2 separate regions of the Anser cygnoides genome follow, and region 1 is linked to region 2. A link is a contact called in public Hi-C data. All regions are on one chromosome and are shown on one strand. Each heading gives the region's core, a stretch centred on a gene start, on an enhancer-like site or on the middle of the called end of the contact. The rest is flanking DNA. Distances are from core to core; before and after follow the strand shown. Region 1 holds the start of LUC7L2 (LUC7 like 2, pre-mRNA splicing factor). Region 2 holds the start of TOB2 (transducer of ERBB2, 2).

What was found. Hi-C and Micro-C count contacts between places; a contact is called where the count stands out from the background.
Region 1: a contact with region 2 is called in a Hi-C map of liver, with 1.9 times the contacts expected there. The contact joins the promoter of LUC7L2 here to the promoter of TOB2 in region 2. A contact is called at or near these places in 2 of 7 Hi-C or Micro-C datasets (both in liver).

The regions. Positions count from the first base shown.
Region 1 is chr1:44,509,520-44,512,358 of Taihu_goose_T2T_genome, reverse strand. LUC7L2 (LUC7 like 2, pre-mRNA splicing factor) reads left to right here and starts at 1,268. Exons shown (of 10, transcript XM_048078893.2): 1 at 1,268-1,618. The coding sequence starts at 1,558.
Region 2 is chr1:43,953,370-43,956,079 of Taihu_goose_T2T_genome, reverse strand. It overlaps TOB2 (transducer of ERBB2, 2), which reads left to right and starts at 1,301. Exons shown (of 2, transcript XM_048078792.2): 1 at 1,301-1,620.

The DNA.
Region 1 (2,839 bases), core at 19-2,518, 560 kb before region 2:
CTGGCTTGTGTTTCTTGGAGGTTTTCAGTCAGCGGGTGTGGGGTGAAAGGGGAGCAAGAGGGGATCCCCTCCCGGTGGTTATCGAGTGTATCCGACCTGCCTCTTCGTCTGGGTGTCCGGTGTGACAGGCAGCCTCAGGGAATGAAGGGGTTACCTATAATAGAAAACTAGGCTAAAAACCTCACTGTCCAGCTATCGTAAGGCAGTTAAAACTTTCTTTTCTTCCCCTAAATCTGTAGGTGAAGGGATTTGCCCATTTTCTGTAGGGTTTTCCTGCCATGTTCTGTACATTGGGAATTTTCCAATGGAAAAGGAAAAGCCCGATTTCCAATTCCAATTCCCAAAGGAAAGGCCCTTTCTTTGGGGCATTAGAAGGTTCTTGTGAGTGCTGCTGTACTACTTCCTCACCTTGAAGATTTTCATCCGTGGCAATGACCTAGTGATAATGACTCAGAATACTGCTTCCTAGTGAACTGCAAATTTCTGAATGTCTTGAAGTGGTTGGCTCAGACTAGGCCTTTTGTGCCTGTTTCACTGTGAATCTTGGAGAAGCTTCCTTAAGCAGTGAAGTGATGCCTGTCAGTAACACCAGATGTGTAAGTCAGACGACAGTGAGTTACAGTCCAAGCGATAATGCTGTTTTCTTGTCCTGCGACCTGGAACAGCAAGCTTCTTTTTATAAGGAAAGAAACATTGGTTTCAGTTGTCAGAAGAGGCTTGTTCTGTGCCAGATGCTTAAGAAACCTGTACCAAGGGTGACTTACAACGGCTGTAAATGCGAGGCTGGGCTGTAATTGCGGGAGGAGCTTAATAAAGAACGACCAACAAAAGAGCGCTTGGCTGGGCTTTGCCGGGAGGGAAGACAAAGCGTGCTGTCAGAAACGCGCTGCGAGCCAAACCGCTTCCCCTCAACGCGTGCCCTCGCTCGCCTCTCCCCTTAGTTAACACCAGCCCAGCCCCGGGGCAGCGGGCGGGCGGAGCAGCCCCTCAGGCCCGGGGCGCTGGGGCCAGCAGAGGCCGGCAGGGACGCGAGGCGCCCGGCCGCCCGCAGCGCTGCCCCCTAAGATGGCGGCGGGCCGCGGGGGGAGGCTCCGGGGCGCCCAGAGCGGTCCTCGCGTCACAGCGGCTCCGCGGGGCCCCCCCGCCAATCACCGCGCCGCGCGTCGCGGCCAATGGCTGGGCGCCGAGCGCCGGCCGCGCTGACGTTGGCGGGGAGGTGGGAGGCGAGGAGGAGGAGGGCGCGTGCGCGCGGGTTTCCGTTAGCGCCGGCGCGCGCGCGCGTGGCAGGCGGGAGGAGCGGCGGGGGGAGGGGAGGCGGCGGCGGCACCGAGCCGGGCGCGGGGCAGAGGCTCCCCCGCTCCGCCCTCAGCGTCAGCGCCCGCTGCTCTCGCTGCACCTCCGCGTCCCCCCCGTGCCCTCGGCGGGGAAGCGGGGCTCCGCCCGGGCCCGCACCGTGACGCGTAGGGGGAGGGCCTCGGGCCGCGCCGGGCCTCGGGCCTTGTAGGCCGCAGTCGGCGTGAGGCGGCCGGGCCGGGCCGGGCCCCCCCCGCGCTCAAGATGTCGGCGCAGGCCCAGATGCGCGCCATGCTGGACCAGCTCATGGGCACGTCCCGGGACGGTAAGCGCCCCCCGGCCGGGGCCGCGCTCGGAGCCGGGGCGGGGGCCGGGAGGGGGCCCGACGAGCCGCCGCCGTTGTCCGCCCGCTCGCCCGCCCTAGGAGCGGGCCCGGGGCCCCGCGGGGACGATGCGGCCGCCGGGGGCCGCCGCCGCTCTTGAGGCCCAGCCCGGCCGCCGAGCGCTGCCCGCGGGGCCCCCGGAGAAGCGGAACCGCGCCGCGGCAGGGCCCGGCCGCGTGGCTCGGCCCCGCGGGGAGCAGCGGGCAGCCGCGGCCGGGCGGGGGGGCGCGGGCAGAACAGCCCCAGCCCCCCCCCCCCCTTTGGCGGAGCAGGGCGCTCGTGTCACTGTAGTCTGAAGTCTGACCCAAACCATCATTTCTGCCGGCTGGGTGGGTCTGCCTGCTGCTCTCTGAAAGAGAGGGTTTAGTCGCTCCCAGCGGATGAACTCCCCCTATTTTTTTTTTCCCCTTTGTTAAAGAAAATCACGTTTTAACACCTAGAGGCAGTAATCCTGAGACAGAGAGACACGGTAGTTACAATCAGGCTTCTGATCACTTTGCGGTCACATCGTGAAATAGAAAATTATCACTGCGTACAGGTTCTCAGATTTATTTTTTTTTTCACGCTCCACAGTGATGTTTGAACGGCAGTGATCCGTAAGTGTAGGTAGTGTGGCGACTGCTAGGGAAGGGGAGGCCCTGGTGTGATGTGTAGTATCTCATTTATGAACAAGAGAATGCTGCCCCTGAGGGTAGACTGTGGTTACAGATGATTTTAGTGTTCTGCATGTTGTACTCACTCTCGCAGGTATGCTACGTGTTTGTTGAAGCTTCGTGATTTATTAATGATTATCTGTGTTCCCATGCACTGGGTAGGATATATGAACTGGGATTTACTTTGCACGTGCCGGTCATCTCTTGGAACCAGGGCAATATGATCTTTTCAGCTTTTTTGATAGGGTTTGGAATTTTAAATAAATGTAACAAGTTTTCACGTACCCAGGATATCATGAATGCTTCCTGCTACGTGCTTACAGCTGTTCTAAACAGGGGCACGATAACCTCATAGGAAATTTACTATTATGCAGAGGTTGCCTTCGAGAGCAAGGCTGGTTAGCGAGTAGTCAGTGTGCAGGATCTGACTTGGAGTGATTTTTTTGTCTCATCCCAGAAGATTTTGAATGCTTCCTGTTGTGGTGTGAGTGCTCAGCTTGGCCATGTAAC
Region 2 (2,710 bases), core at 52-2,551:
ATGAAAATAAGGCTGCTCGTAATAGTTCTTACAAATCTTCCCCTTCTCTCCCTTCCCCTACAGAAGAAAAATGTTCCAAAGTTGTTTTGCTTTTTTTTTTTTATCGGTGAGAAAATGAGCGACGGTGGCTGCTGTTGCAGTGTCTGGAGAGGACGGTATTGACAGATTTCTTAACAGATTTCTTAATGTGTGGCGTTGACTGGCTTCAAAAATCCTCTTTGGTGGCAAATTACCTAAAATCCCAAAGGCAGTACCTAAAGTCCCTCAGGTAAAGGGGTCCTGGGCAAGGGAGGAGAGGCAAAACCCAGAAAGATGCTGAAGGTCTTGGTGGACGTAGGGCAAGAGAGGAGCTTGATGTTTAGCGTAACTGGATATTTTAGTGTTTGGGGGACAGATGCTATGGAGAATTATTTAACCAGGGGGACAGGGAGTGGCTTTGGAGGCACTCGTGCTCATCCCTTCTGAAAACGGGTGTAAATTCAACGTTTGCACGTCAGCCCGTGTGCCGAGAAGATCCAATTACAAGATTAAACCCGACTCCGGGATGAGATTTTCCTGGGGAACTCAGAACCAAAGAAAACGGGGGACGATTTCACGGGCTCCGCTCAGGGCCGGCCGAGCCGCTCCGTGACAGGGACCGCGACGGGGCGGTGGCAGCCGCCCGCGCTCCTCACACCGCCTGCGGCCGGGCCTCGCCGCCCGGCAACTACAACTCCCGGCGGCCCCCGCGCCGCGCGCACACCCCCAGCGGCTCATTGGCTGAGGCGGCGCACCAATCCGGAGGCGCCGCCGGGCCGGGCCGGCCAATGGGGATGCTGTTGCTAACACGCCGCAGTTATTTTTAGCACGGGGGCCGCTCGCGCACCTTGCGGGCCCTTCGCCGCCTCCGCCGCGGCCGGGCCGGCCCTACGCTGGGGGCGGAGGCGCACGGCTGTGAGGTGGCTAAATAGTCCGCGGAGCCGGGGTGGGGGGGTGGAGGCGCGGGGGCGGCTCCAGCGGCTCGGCCTCGTCCCCTCAGGGGACGGTGGTGATCCCTGAGGGGGCTCCGGGCAGGGCAGGGGCCGGGCTAAGCCGCGGGTCAATCCTCCCCCCCTCCCCCCGCTGCCGCTTGAGCCACGCTCAGTCCCCTCCTGGAAGAAATAACAAATAAATAAATAAATAGATAGATAGATATATAAATAAATAAAGTGGTGGAGGAAGGGAAAAAAGACAGACACGGAGCGCCCCCCCCCAGCCCCGTGAGGCGCGGAGGGGCGGAGGCAGCGGGAAGTAGTCCCGGCCCGCCCCCCGGGGCCGCATCACGCGGGGCGCAGCGCGGATCCGTGCGCGGGGTTGCTAAGGGTGAAAGTTTGCCGTGAGTTGGCTCACTTGGGGCCAGGGCGCGGGCGGCTCCGGGCCGAGGCGAGGCCAGGCCGGCGGCGGCGCAGGGCAGCGGTACCCGCACCTCACCTCCCGGCCGTCCCCCGGCACCCCTCCGGGCCGCAGCCCCGCGGAGGAAGGACCCCGCCCCGCGGAGGGAGCCGCAGGACAGCGCCGGGCAGGGAGAAGGCGAGGGACGGGGCAGGGACCCGCACGCAGCGCCCGGGCTCCCCCCCAGCAGCGCCCGGAGCCGAGGACGAAGTAAGTGGGGGCTGGGGGGGCCCCTTTGTGGGCTGCGCTGGGGGCTGCTCCCCTCACCCCCGGGCGGCCAGCGGGGCTTGGGGGGGGGGGGGGTGAAAGTCACCAGTGTCGGGGCTCCCCCCGTCCCTACACCCCCTTATGCCCATCCCCGCTGTAACAAAGGCGCCTTAACGGGGGGGGGGGGCAGCCCTGCTGCGGGGCTCTGCAGCTGCTGGGGGGCAAACAGCGGCTGCCCCCCGTCCTTGGGCCGTGCCCGGCCGGGGGCTCCGGGCCCTGGCGGAGGGGAAGAAGGAGGAGGAGGAGGAGGAGGGAGGGGAGAGGGGGGCGGCGGCTGCCCGGCGGCCCCCGGCGCCGCGCTGCGGGGCGGGTGCGGGCGGGGCGCATGTGCCGTGGAAAATTTTGCGCCCTGCCCCGCCGAGGCAGAGCCGGGGCGGCGGGCCGGGCCCCCCGCGCGGGGCACGCCGGGAGCCGTAGTTCGGAGGGGAAGTAGGTCACGGGGAGCGGGGCGGGGCGGGGGGTGCGCGCGGACTACAAGTCCCAGCGTGCCTCGCGGCCGGTGGGAGGCGCCGCGGCTGGGTCACCGCTAATGGCCGCCGGGTGTCCCCCCTGAGGGGGCGGGCGGGCAGGGGGGCACGGCGGGTGTCATTAGGCCGATTAACCCCTTCTCGTCACGCTTAACTTACAGAGTGTGCCTCTTTTAGACAGGGGGAGGACTCCTTGACAAAAGGAGAAGGAGAGGAGGCAGCGAGCTGTAGTTGTCTCCTTGCTGCCTTGTGCAGAAGGTCGATGAGGATGGGGACCCTCAAAGTGCACTGAGGCGTTTGTGTTGCTATTAGGGTGGTGACAAACACGGCTTCGTGCCATTCTCAGCCTGCAAATTCTCATTTCTTACTAAATTTGGGGTCAGGATTAGGATTTACCACACAAGATGAGCAAACTGGCTGTTCCCTTCCCTCATAATTTGCTGGGATCCCAAGCTGTCTGCTCCCCCAGGTGCCTCAAAGCCAAAGGTCCAGCGTGGTATCACACAACCCCCCCTTGAGGTAGCACAGGCCTTACAAGTGCTCTTTAACACTTACAGAGGGGCTCT